Regions from separate parts of the Mus musculus genome. Here regions 2, 3 and 4 are each linked to region 1. A link is a contact called in public Hi-C and Micro-C data. All regions are on one chromosome and are shown on one strand. Each heading gives the region's core, a stretch centred on a gene start, on an enhancer-like site or on the middle of the called end of the contact. The rest is flanking DNA. Distances are from core to core; before and after follow the strand shown. Region 1 holds the start of Ppdpf (pancreatic progenitor cell differentiation and proliferation factor). Region 2 holds the start of Pcmtd2 (protein-L-isoaspartate (D-aspartate) O-methyltransferase domain containing 2). Region 3 holds the start of Rps21 (ribosomal protein S21). Region 4 holds the start of Slco4a1 (solute carrier organic anion transporter family, member 4a1).

Region 1 (3,330 bases), core at 643-3,142:
TGAGCTTCATCTGGCCTAAGTAAAACTCATTTCCTGTTCTGAGTCCACCAAAGGGGAAAAGAGCCTCCTCCATTGGACTACTTGTTTGGGAGTTAAGGGCAGCCTTCTTCAAGCTTTCCGGATACCCTGAGGGCAGGCAGGAGGGAGGCTCAGCAGTCAGAGGCACAGGCTTTAGTTCCCTGGGGAGAGTGCAGCTGTTTACCAGGTGAGGTAGCAGAAAGGCTTGCTGAGCCACACCTAAGACTCCACCCTAACCTTGCCATTTCAGCCACCCCCCTCAGCTCCTATGCCCTCTGACCTAGAGGCTAGACTTCCTGTGTTTGTAACCCTCTTTCAGTCTGAGCTAGTATCCCCAACCTTGGGGAACCAGCCGTGCAGCAAGTAGTGGGGAGGGCCTGACCCAAGATCACCCACCAGGTTCCTGTGTAGGAACTGAGAGCTCCCAAACTCAGCCAGAGGCCCAGCTTCCCCTGGACTGTCTACCTGGGGCCAGGCCCACTTGAGAGGGTATCTCACCAGATGCAGGGGTATCACTGGGAAGGGTCTCAAGGAGCTGTCAGGAAAGCCTGGGAGCAGTATAGCATCCAGCAGGAAGCAAGGCTGGATTCAGTAATGTTTCAAACATACCAGGGGAGGGTGGCTGCTGTGAGTTTATTTTCTGCTTTGTGCCAAGACACAGTTATGGGGTCAGGAAAGTTCAGTGCTGTGAACCAAGAGGGGGCTCTCTCCAGCTTCTACTGGTTTCTCTTGTTCAGCCTTCCTAGTTTACAGGGAGGGTCGAGAGGGTAGGCACTGGCCTAGCACCACTTCAGCTTGGGCAGGCTGCAGATTCTGATAGGTCAGGAAAGGTCCCTGGGGTTGGTCTGGCCAGAATGGATGACTGGCTGCTGCTTCATGGTTTCAGGAGTCAGGCCACAGGTCATCGGGCTTCTGGAGACCTGGGGGGATTCTGCCGAGCTGTAAGGAGAGCATAGGTCACTGGGTCGGCATTTGCTTTAATTGGGGCCACCCCCACAACCACATGGAAGATGGACTCACCGCTCAGGAGACTCCAACACTGTAGTCATGAACGGGAGTGTGGATTTCCCGAAAAAGAAGCTGGCCCACCAGTGGCCCGGGTCGGCTTTGGGAAGACCTGAGGAGCAAAGGAGGGTCACGATGGGGTCAAGTCCTTCTCCACGCTACCCATCCCCCACCCCACTCCGCCTTAGGACGTGAACTCTGCCCTTCCGCTGGCTGGTTCTGCACTTACCCGGGGACTGGAGCACGGCGTCCCCAGGGTACTCGGCACTTCCGCCGGAGCTGCTGCTGGACGAGGAGCCCAGGCGTCCTGGGAAGGGGAGGCGGGTCAGCCACAGGGCCCTGGGCCAGCCCTGGGCGGGGCTGGCGAGGGGCTACTTACGCCGATAGTAGTCATGGGTAGCCACGAGCGAGCCGCTGGAAGGGATGGCTGCCATGCTTCAGGACCGAGGCGCTGCGGAGACGAGAGCAGAATGTGGGCCCTGGTCACCGCACACCGGAGGGTTCCCCGAGTCTCCCGGGTCCTGACAGTGCCAGGTTTCCAAGCGGCTCCAACCAGCCCGGTCCGGCTGCGTGGTGAGACAAAGGGGCTTTGTCTGCTCCTGGCCCCAAGAAGACGCGCCTCCCCCACCCCACCGCCGGCTGCCTTCGTCACTGCCCTCACCTCGGCGGAGAACCCCTTCCTTGCAGGCTTCGTTTTTAGGCCACCAGGGCGCTAGGCCGCGGAGCCCATTTGCAAAGATAACCCACGAAACACCACTTTAGGACCCACGCGCGCTATGCGCACGCGCGTACTTAGTAGCTTTCCTGCACCGCAAAAGACGCACCACTGGGAGGCGGGGCGCGCGTCAAAGCCCCTCCCGCTTCACAGCGGGCCCACCCATGAGACTTTTGAGCTCCCCTGATAGACCAGAAGTAGCACGAAGTGGTCCCGCCCTTCCCTATTAGACTCCACCCCGAGCGGAGCAAGAATCCACCCTACCTTCTGCAATGCTAGGTTCTGCAAAGTTCCACATTGGCCCTAACCTCCTTGATCAAACATCTGTGGTTTCGCTCCAGTCGAAACCAGCTCTGCTGCTTTTTTCCTGCCTGGTTCGGACTCGAACCCGGATAGAAGAGGTTAAAGAATCTCATGTGCCCCTCAGTCTGTGCCACCCTCTCGGATGTGGTCTCATGTAGTACAGCCTGTTTGGTGTTCTTGTTCCCTTTACTTGGGGCTGCCCGCTGCTTTCGCTGGTCCCCGCAGGCTTTATTTTCCACGTACCTCACTCCGACCCTTGACTGAGTGGATCTGTTTAACATAAGTAAGCACAAGCTGTTGCCGCGCACCTCCCTACCATCGCAATCTCTGTTTTCTGGGCTCACTGGATGGTGCCTGGAGCCCCCAAGCGGTCCTGTAGGGAATAGCCTGCCCTTGGTAAGCTGAGGAGCTGTCTGTCTTTCAAGTCCTGACTCGCATTGTTGTTCATCATTCCCAACCTGTGTTCTGTTTGGAGAGGAGTGATGGAAGACAGACGAAGCCTTGGGGTCAGAGAGAGCTCTAACAGAGACAGTCTCTAGTAGCTTCCATTGTTGGTCGGAGACTCATGTTTGGGGGGAATCAAGTTAGGGCTGGCCAGCATGCCCTGCCCACCCTTCCCTTCCTCAGCAGCCTGTGTTCTGTCAGACCGAGAGGATCATGAGCCAGCTTCGTGCAGCATGCTTCTCCTATAACCAAAGATGCTGGACTTCATTGGAGGCTCAGGGAGAACCGACTAGGCTGAGGCTAGTAGGATCCCAGGAGGAGGCTCTTGTGTCGCCGAAGTCTCAAGGCTGCTTGGCTGGGACCCTTTGCTTGGATTTGTTGAGACCTACTCTGTGCAAGCATTGATCCAGGCTCGGGAAAACCAGACAAGAAATGGTCCAGTAGGGGTGCTGGTTTAGAGATCATAAAGGAGATGGGTAAGGTGTAATGAAAAAGAGGTGGGGGCAGTTGACATGACAGCAGTACAAGTGAGTAAGGCCACTGATAAGGACCGTCCTGGTGACACCAGGAGGGTGAGACTTCTGTCTTCATAGTGTTATGTACTTCAGATTCTATGACTTACCCTGAACTGTCCTGGTCAAGTACATGGGCATCTCCAGTGGTTATTAGCTATTTCCTGTAGTGAAAATTCCCTCTGAAAAGAAAGTAAAGGATATATGCCTAGTTCTATTGCATCTTCTTATGCCTGCTCTTTTCTGAAGGGAAAGAGAGGAACAATGGATCTGGGGAAGATGGGAGATGGGCAAGGTCAGGGAGAAGGAGAAAGGGAGGCTGCTGTGGGGATG
Region 2 (3,164 bases), core at 618-3,117, 650 kb before region 1:
GCTTCAAATGGAATTTTCGCAGATGATTTCTGCTGTTACCTTTTGTTTGGTCTCTCAACTGTGCTATCCCAGTCATCCCTACTAAAGTGAATACTCAACTTGATGTTTTCTATCAACTACTTCTGTTACTAACTAGTTCTTTTACTTTTGCTTGCTATATATACTTAATAAATTCACTCATTTAAAACAGAAAGTGTGACTATTGTAGATCATTCTCTAGACTACACAGAACACCAAGGTAGCCCTATCAATTGCTTTTGGTGGAGAGTGGGTGAATAATGATAGAGTGTGGTACTTAGTATTAGCTTTGTCTGACAATCTAATATTGCCTTGCATAGAAGCATCACTACTTGCTGCTGAGATAGATGTGATCAGTCACCATGTCAAAAGAAAGAAAGAAAGCCCTAAAACATACTTGAAAATACTCTCTCCAAACCAAACAGTATCACTGCACAAGAATGCAGTGCAGTAGATTCCAACTGAAAGCAAAGAACTATTTTTTAGGAGATTGTCCTTCCTTTACTACCCTACGATACACACTTTGCTACTTGCTGTAATGCTTATTACAGTTCCCATTCAGAACTGATTAGCACAGGCCAACAGAAGAAAAGGGCATAGGAAAAAAACTGAGCAGCACAGGACCCCAAGTGGACAACAACAACACAAGTGAAGCTGGACTAAAGAACCCTGTTTCATATCTATACTGCGTTTGAAAAAACTGCGACAGCTGGCCCACAGTCAAGTGGATGTCACTTTCTTAGGGGATACCTTGCTAGGAACATGTATTCTAAACCATCATCCTGCCAGCAGAACGAGGAAAATAGCCAAGGCTTCTTGTCTTGAAAACCAGAACTCTTGGAGGGTGTGCCTCAAATGCATATCACTTGTGGTCTGCATCTGAATGAAAGCTGACCAGTAGTATGTACTGACTAGGGACAATTCCTACTGTTTCGTGCGTGGAAAAGCTTTGGGACTAACCGAAATTAAAAAAAAAAAGAAAAGAAAAGAAAAAAAGAAAAATGAGTCCCTTCTCCCAAGTCTCCCAGCAAGGTCTCAGAGGAGGATGGAGAAAAGCCAGGGCAAAAGGAGAGACCAAATGCCACCACCTCAAGAGGGCCCACTTCAATTCCCTTTATATATAATCAGTGCTGAGCCTCTTAAATACCTCGTTCTAGAGACAACCTACCAGACGTAATGGAGCCCACTTTAGCAATGTCTTCAATAAGAACAGAGAACAACAGTGCAGGGCCCAAGAGAGCAGAGGGCAGATACTCAAGATGACGGAGTTGATGGCAGAGGCACAGGCCTAATAAAGAAACAAAGGGTCCAGGCCCCAGGGGTTCTCTCCAGCTACTTTAGATCTTTCCCCAAAGGGGTCTTTTTTTTCTCCTCTGTAGGATACTCTGCCTTCTTCCCAATATCCACCCTAGGTATAATTTGTTTCAATCATGGTCAATGCCCGACTTGCCCTTGAGCTAATTGCAAACATTTCCTACTTAATTAGAAATAGGTTGTAGAACTAGAGCAATCAGATCCCAGAATTAGCAACAGGCGGGGGGTGGGGGGGCACGCTGGAGGGGAGGGAGGTGCTGGGCAGGGAGATGGGGGGGCGGGGGTGACAGGCGCTGGGGTTCGAAACTCTCGGAGATGGTAAGATACACGGACGCTGGGGAACGGGTAACCAGAGCTGGAGAAGGGATATGGAGGGAAGGGCCGAGGGGCAGAGACGGCTCTACCTCGGCGCTCAGCAGCCCCCGTATTGAGTCTCGGAGAGCAGTTCTTCAGACGCTTCTGTCGCTTCGGACGGACCTCAGCCGCTGTAAACATCCGCTGCTACCTCTGCGCGTGCGCGGGCTCTACCTGAACTGAGCATGTGCGGTTGGAGGACACTCTTAAAGGGGCAACGGCACAGCCCACGAGCCTGCCACTTTCCACCCACTGGTTTGAGTTAAGTGTGTCCCTGCCTGATTGGTCAGTCACTAGGTGGTCTCCGAGCATATCCCGGCCTAATGATATGAGAAGATGCTGGCGTGTCGACGGGAGAAGGGCATTTTGCCTGCTTATGTCCACTCAAGGACAAAGCCCCCACAGTAGAAAAGGCAGGAGTTAAGAAACAAGAGTGATAGATTGGGTCCACTCTCCTGCAGGAGTTACAACACAAATGACTGCCGGCCCTGACCCTGCCAGGCTACCTGGTCCAGGGGATGGCCATCTGCACACTTGAACCTTGAACCAGCAGTTCTGGCCACTTCTAAGAAACCTACAAAATAGACCAAAGTCTAAGTGATCTTTAGGGCTACCTTTCAAGATTGTTCTGAGTTTTTGTTCTATTTCATTGGGATTGCACATCTCCTCTATACTGCTTGGAGGGTACATGTTGAAGGAAGTAGTGTCAAGAAGGAAGGAGTCTGGACGCCTGAGTCAATAGCTGTAAGAAAGTCACTCAACCTGCAGTTGATTGTGGTACGAATGAGGAGAAAATGATTCTACTATTTTTTAAAGTTTGCGTGGGAAGGCTAAAGACCCGAACTAGATAACACAATATTGATCAAAAACAAAACAAAACAAAAGTATAGGCCTAACAACATCTGATTTCATGACTTACTATTAAAATTACAGTAATCAAGAGTCATATGGGGGAAATAAATTGATGCTATCAAATACAAAACTTAGGTTAGAGCTATACAAATATAGTAAACTCACCTTTGATAAGAGAACAAATACAATTCAATGGAGGAGTGCTGGTCTTTTCAACAAAAGATGCTGGAATAATTAGACATCCACGTGTAAAAATAATAGAGACATAGCTCTTCCAAATTTGATTTCCAGTACCCAAGACACTTGGCCTTTGCAGGCACTCAGGCATGTGCACACACACACACACACACACACACACACACACACACTTAAAGGTAAAATATATCTTTTTAACACTGGCATCATTTCTCTGTAAAATATACTGTCAGAAGAATAAAAAGGTAAGACATAGACTGAAAAACAATATTCCCAAAACACATATCTGATAAAGGATTTCTAAAAATCCTTAAAACTCAACAATAAGAAAATAAACAGCACAAATAGAAACGGGAAAAAGCTATGAACATATGACTCAGCAAAGGAAATATACAGATGGCAAATGAGCATATGAACATATCAACATAATT
Region 3 (2,972 bases), core at 44-2,543, 930 kb after region 1:
ACCTGGTGCTGCACCCGCAGCGCTCAACAGGACACAGCTGTGTCAGACCTCAGAATGTGGTGTATGTCCAGTAGGTTATGAATGGAAGGTGTTAAAATGTTTTTGTTAAAGTAAAACTGGTTTTTGCAACATACTTCCTTGCTTGTCTCCTTTCAGGTAAGTGTGCGGCCCTTTTCTGGTCACAATAAAAACACCAGCCCTACATAGTAAAAACAGCAAAAGCAGACTTAACTGTCACAGGTACTTAAAACTTTTATTTGTAACAAATTCCCGATTTCTTCTGCTCAAAAGTTCCTAACAAAGGGGAAAAAGTAGTATTAAAAGCTGTATCTCTTGGGAAGTCCCAAGCCACTCAACCCCAATGTGAGATTGTCCCCCACACTTACTTTGAGACAATTCCATCAGCCTTAGCCAATCGGAGAATAGAATCATCTGACTCGCCCTTTAAAATTAAAAATAAATACCTGAGTATCCACACAGAGCTGGCTCCCTGCTTAGCAGGCAGAGCATGCACTATTAAGCCCAAAACCATTCCCACAGGAAGAAAAGGACACCACCATCAGAGCTCAGATGTCACATGAACAGTACAAGGCAGACCAGGTGGTAGAACTCACCATCCTGCGAATGGCCCCGCAGATGCCATAGGTTTTAAACTGGCCATTAAACCGGCCTGTGGTCCTATCAACCTGGGTTAAAAAAAAAAAAAAAGAGGTTGGAAGATTCGACCTCACCCCGATGTTAGTAAACACACCAAGAGCCAGGCTGAGGCCTGAGGGCCTCGTAATTCCTTCCCTCAGGAACCGTCAGGTTCCCAGCTCACCTCGGCCACGTTCATCTGGATGGACGCGTGGTCCTTGGCAGCAATGATGCGGTTGCTTGCGGAGCTGGGTAAAGAGATGCACAGTGCGTTTAATAGGTCGCAAAAGAACAGTGGATGAATGGGAGCGGGGAAAGCGGGCGCGAGAATGACGGGCCCGCAGATGCTCACCATTTCCGCGGCACGTACAGGTCCACAAACTCGCCGGCGTCGTTCTGCATCCTGAGGCCGTCCCTGCAGAGTTACCACGCAGGTCTTGAGACTGGTCAGGCCCGCACTCCGAGTCTGCGGGCCCAACCAGACCCATGGCCCGCAAGCACTCTCGGCCATGTGACCGCGACCTCCCCAACTGCGCCCAGCCCGGCCCAGCCCGGCCCCGCTCGCACACAGCCCGCACCGAGGCCTACCTGCTCACTTGTCCAGCGAGAGCGCAGAAAGGAAGTAGCTCGTGCCTCCGCAGCACTATTGGGCAGGAGGGCGGGTCCTCGGTAAGTGCTTCCGGGTCAGGGTACTCGTATCCACCATACCGGAGGCCTGTTTGTGTGTTTTAACTTCCGCTTCCGGTGCAAAGAAAGCCTGGCTCTTTCCGCACAAAGCACAGGCATCGGTCCCTGTCTCCGCCTCCAGCCAAGACATGCCTTCTTCCTCAGGCCCCGCCTCCATTGCGGAGTCCAGCCCCTCCGTCCTCCGCTGGAGAGGTTGGACTTGGCTTGTCTTCCAGCCGCCCTCGAGGCTAGCTTGTCAGAGGGAGCCCAGCCGCTGCTGGATCCCTGACTCCACCGACCTGAGGCGCCGCCAGAGCCTGGGAGGGGAACGAGCGTGGCGGAGGGAGGCGGGAACGGGAAGACCAATCCTCCGAAGAGGAAACTGAGGTTGGATCAAATGAGCTGGACCGCTGGCTTTCCGCTGCACATTCATTCTCTTCAAGAACCCCCTACTCACCCTGCGTCCTTGCCATCCTGCCCCTCCTCGCCCCAGGCCCTGCCCTACTCCTCTGGCTCCAGCCGCCACCCGGTCCACACGCCTAGGGAAGTGAGTCTGGCCTGAGAGTGCACGCCTTTAATCTCAGCATTCGGGATGCCGAGGCAGGTGGATTATCTATTTGAGGCCACTCTGGACTACACTGAGTTCCCGTCTCGAAAAAGGAAAGTTCCCAGACCACAGTCACCATAATGCTCAGTAAGCCTCTTTGTTTACGAGGTCAGAGAGCAGCCCGGACACAAGACTGCCCACGCTGTTGACGACTCTCCTGAGATTACATTTCTCCGTGAGTGAATCCACTGCTCACTCATCTGTAGAACTTTATGCCTGATATCTCTCTGGGACTGGAGCTGCAGTCTGGAGCTGGGACATACACCCAGTTACATGGTCTTGGGGAGAACCTCCCTGCCATGTGCACACTGACTGGTGATCACCTTCCAAGACTGTCTGTCACGGGGTCTGGTGAAACCGAGGCTACACTTTCCTCCTCACACCTGGAAACCAGTAGTCATGTATGCATTAAGAGTTCCCGCGCAGGGCGTGGTGGCGCACGCCTTTAATCCCAGCACTCGGGAGGCAGAGGCAGGCAGATTTCTGAGTTCCAGGCCAGCCTGGTCTACACAGTGAGCTCCAGGACAGCCAGGGCTACACAGAGAAACCCTGTTTTGAAAAAAATAATAAATTCCCGCGCAGCAGGGGTTATCTTTCAGATTAGGCACAGACACCTTACCCAAGCACCTGTTTTCACAGAGAGCTCCTTTAAATGGGGGTGGGGAAGAGGAGTTAAAGTGGCTGTTTTCTACTTGGTCAGAAAAACACAAGCAAATGACCTTGCAGGTGTAACTTTTAATAAGAGAAAAGGGGGGTTCCATGCTAGACCGGGCTGCACAGTGGTGTATTTTGATTGGATAGGACTTTTAATAGCTGGACTTTGGTAGTCAGCCTCACGAGGAGGAAGTGACCATATAAGGGAGTAGAGTTTGGTGGCTAACTTTAAGAATGGAATCTATCGTGGTTTTTTTTTTTTTTTTTTTTTTTTTTTTTTAAGCAAGGCAAAAGGAATGGGCTAGAAGGGCAAGGCTAGCTGGGCGTGGTGGCGCACGCCTTTAATCCCAGCACTCGGGAGGCAGAGGCAGGCGGACAGCCTGCCTGAGTTCGAGGACAGCCTGGTCTA
Region 4 (3,050 bases), core at 244-2,743, 730 kb after region 1:
AGGCAAGGCAAGTCTTGCACCTCATCACAGCCAACAGGTAGGTACCTTTGGCCACCAGCATAGTCCTGTCCTGGTAACTGCTGGTTCTCTGACCTGGCTTTCCTCTCTTCTTGAAGAGAGAATGGCTGGCAAATGATACAAACCTCCGGTCTCCCCTGTGTCATTTCTAGGCAAGCCAAACATCCCGGTGCCCCAGGCTGCTCCTCTGTGCAAGGGGACTTTAAAATGCTGCCTGGGACTGCTCTTATCCAAAGCCCTCTCCAAGCCAGCAAATGCCAGGCTCAGCAAACAGCGCCTGCTGTCCCCATTACCACAGCTAAGATTTATAAATAATTCGGCTAAACACCAGGTGTTCTCTTCCCTGCCGTCCACCTGCCCCAAGCTGCTTTAACAACAGCTGACTAGACAGCTACCTTGGTTTACTAAACTACAAAACAAAACAAAACAAAACAAACAAACAAACAAAAAACACTGCCCTGAAGTTGGGATAGTTCCATCACAAATGGGCAGTTTCAACACCTTGGGACAGAAACACCCCAAGGCCATGTCTGGGGGAGGCCAGCAATCCTCATCACGCTAAACTCAAGCCACTGCGCCTGGGGCCCCAAGCTATAAGGTGCGACTATGTGTCTCTATCTCATTTTTCCTACAGATGCTCACCTCTCCTGTGAAGGAGGTACCCTGCCTTGAGTTCCCGGGTTTGGAGCTAAGCGTGCCAATCAGGCAGCAAAGCGACCCGAACTCTCGTTGGCGTACACACGCGTCCGGGGGCATCGGAGAGCTGCGTGAAGGTACCGGGCCTCAGGGACCCGGGCATCCGCGCTCCTCGTAGGGACAAAGCCCGCCACTAGTGAGCAACTTCCGTGCTCCACGTTTCCCTCGGTCTTAGCAACAACCACCACAGCCACTGGATCTGTCGCTGAACAGACCCGCAGAGGCTCGCACCTGCGTATACTAGCAAACCTTTAACCTGGGCCGACAGCTCTAGCGGTCCCCCCCCCCCCCTCACGCTTTCCTGCGCCCCAAGTCCACTCCCATCTTCCCTCTCGCTCTAGCGCAGCGGCTCTGCCTTCCCCCACCCCACTGCAGACTTGCAGCTTCCCTCATGTGCAGTGAGAAGGGGTGAATTCTGCATCCGGCTCCCTTGAGCCCACTCTGTCCCCGCATTGGTTCCCCGGGATGTGTCTTCAGACAACGCACCCGGGGCTCCGCCGCGCTTTAGTCCAGCCTCCGCAAACACCTGCCGCGCTCCTGACGTCAGCAGGTCGGAGTCTGGCATACCTAGGAGGCATCTAGTACGGAGCCAGACCCTGTCCCCATCCTGGTCCGAGACCTCAAAGCAGTCCAGATCCCAGAGCACTCACCTTCCCACGAACCCGGCTGCCGCGCTGCGCCCTGCGCTCTGGACTACGCGCGCAGCCCACTCCCGCTTCATTCATCGCCCAAGCCGCTCCCGCAGGGATGGGGGTAGTGGCCTCACCACCGCCACCAATGGCAGCGAGGCTCGGGCGGGCCGGGGCCAGAGGTGACAGTAGCGAGGGCGCGCCGGGGCGGGGCCGAGCGGAGGGGCGGAACTTGGGCGGGTCAGGGACAGCACAGAGAGCGGGACTTAGCTAGTGCTTTGCACGCGGTGATTTCTTTCTGTTGGGGGACACTCTGGAGGTTGCAGGCTAGGAAAATATGGCTCAAGTCTCACTGCGTCGTAGATGCCACCTGCTCAAGCGTGGAACCGAGGCGTTGGAGGGCGCGAGTAGCGATCCCCTCAGGCGTGGGGTACAGCTCCAGCCCGGCAAAGGGATCTCTCCACTCTCTGCTCAGGTCAACCAGTGAGTTCAGTGCAACGGGGCGCTGGGCCAAACCACACCCTCACCGGAGGAGCCCACAGGGTTCCAGTTCCGGGTACTCTTGACCTGAGATGGAGAGAGAATATACCAGTCACCTTCAAATTGAGGCGTTCTCTGCTGTGCGACCTTGAACATATTTCTGAACCCCTCTGGGCCAGTTTTCGCATCTGTAAAACTAAGATAATTAGCCATACGAGTGTGATGGCTACTGCTTGTAAGCCTGTGGGTATTCGGAAGGCTGGGGCAGAAGAAGGGTCCCACTTTCATAGTTCTAGGCCAGCCTGGGCTACAAAAGAAACCCAGTCTCAGAAAATCAAGCAAACAACCTTTTTTATTTTTTATTTTTCTTTTTTTTTTTAATTTTATGATTCCAACACATCACTGAAGGAAATGGAAAACAGTAGCTGGTCTGAATTTAGCCAAGTAACAGCCGACAGCCACTAGCCATTAACATCATACCACTGACAATCAACAGCCGATGGCAGAAACTCTCCATATATGTCTCCCTTTGGGGTGTATTACATTTAATTGAAAATACATGTGAGCCAGGTGTGGCGATGTTCACCGATAATCCTATACATACATGGGGCTGATGCAGGAGAATCTTTAGTGGGAGAGCCACACTGGGCTACCTAATAAAATCCTGTCTGGATTTAAAAATAAAAATAAAACAAAACAAAACCAAGAACAACAACCAAAGCAAAACAATAGAAACAAAATAACCTTCCCCAACTCTCCAAGGCATCCAGAGTTTATAATCTGGACAGGGGAAGTAAAGGCAGAAGGAATCAGAGTCTGTGATCAGCTTGGGCTACACAAAAGTAAAGTTAGTGTGGACCCTGCTGTCAGCTCATGAGGACATCACTAGTCACAGGGTGCCTGGGGACAGACCCTCCATGCAGCCTCGGGAGCTAAGGCAGGGCTCTTCCTTTATGTCTAGAGAAGAGACTGGCTGCTGAGCTTAGTTCTTCCAGCCTGACTTGTTATTTATCAGCATGTCTTCCCGGAGTGGGTGTGGCCGGAACCTACTCATGTTCTATCCTGGGAACCTCTGGTGATGACTTCAGGGTCTAGGGTCTACTTGTCAACATGTGAGTCTCTGCTCCAAAAAAAGCTGAGCTTCACTTCCACTGCCCCAGGTGTTGACCTCCATACCTGAGGCTGCCTCTGCTCAGAGAAGACATCAGGAAGAATAGACAGCCAGGC

Evidence for each region. Hi-C and Micro-C count contacts between places; a contact is called where the count stands out from the background.
Region 2: a contact with region 1 is called in a Hi-C map of uterus, with 4 times the contacts expected there. The contact joins the promoter of Pcmtd2 here to the promoter of Ppdpf in region 1. A contact is called at or near these places in 2 of 39 promoter capture datasets (embryonic stem cells and pre-B cells) and 1 of 484 Hi-C or Micro-C datasets (uterus).
Region 3: a Hi-C map of B cells shows a contact between it and region 1, with 8 read pairs. The contact joins the promoter of Rps21 here to the promoter of Ppdpf in region 1. A contact is called at or near these places in 1 of 39 promoter capture datasets (liver) and 2 of 484 Hi-C or Micro-C datasets (B cells and CD4 T cells).
Region 4: a Micro-C map of embryonic stem cells shows a contact between it and region 1, with 4 times the contacts expected there. The contact joins the promoter of Slco4a1 here to the promoter of Ppdpf in region 1. A contact is called at or near these places in 1 of 39 promoter capture datasets (embryonic stem cells), 1 of 484 Hi-C or Micro-C datasets (embryonic stem cells) and 1 of 115 datasets of contacts at active chromatin or transcription factors (pancreatic cancer cells).

The regions. Positions count from the first base shown.
Region 1 is chr2:181,185,809-181,189,138 of GRCm38.p6, reverse strand. It overlaps Ppdpf (pancreatic progenitor cell differentiation and proliferation factor), which reads right to left and starts at 1,892. Exons shown (of 5, transcript NM_001356427.1): 1 at 1,685-1,892; 2 at 1,403-1,474; 3 at 1,253-1,330; 4 at 1,039-1,135; 5 at 635-957. The coding sequence starts at 1,457. The coding sequence ends at 840.
Region 2 is chr2:181,836,557-181,839,720 of GRCm38.p6, reverse strand. It overlaps Pcmtd2 (protein-L-isoaspartate (D-aspartate) O-methyltransferase domain containing 2), which reads right to left and starts at 1,867. Exons shown (of 7, transcript NM_153594.3): 1 at 1,737-1,867.
Region 3 is chr2:180,255,700-180,258,671 of GRCm38.p6, reverse strand. It overlaps Rps21 (ribosomal protein S21), which reads right to left and starts at 1,293. Exons shown (of 6, transcript NM_025587.2): 1 at 1,225-1,293; 2 at 989-1,051; 3 at 821-884; 4 at 615-686; 5 at 387-442; 6 at 228-294. The coding sequence starts at 1,038. The coding sequence ends at 285. It overlaps Cables2 (CDK5 and Abl enzyme substrate 2), which reads left to right. Exons shown (of 10, transcript NM_145851.2): 10 at 1-133. It overlaps Mir3091 (microRNA 3091), which reads right to left and starts at 1,136; the gene lies at 1,061-1,136.
Region 4 is chr2:180,454,688-180,457,737 of GRCm38.p6, reverse strand. It overlaps Slco4a1 (solute carrier organic anion transporter family, member 4a1), which reads right to left and starts at 1,493. Exons shown (of 12, transcript NM_001355218.1): 1 at 1,365-1,493.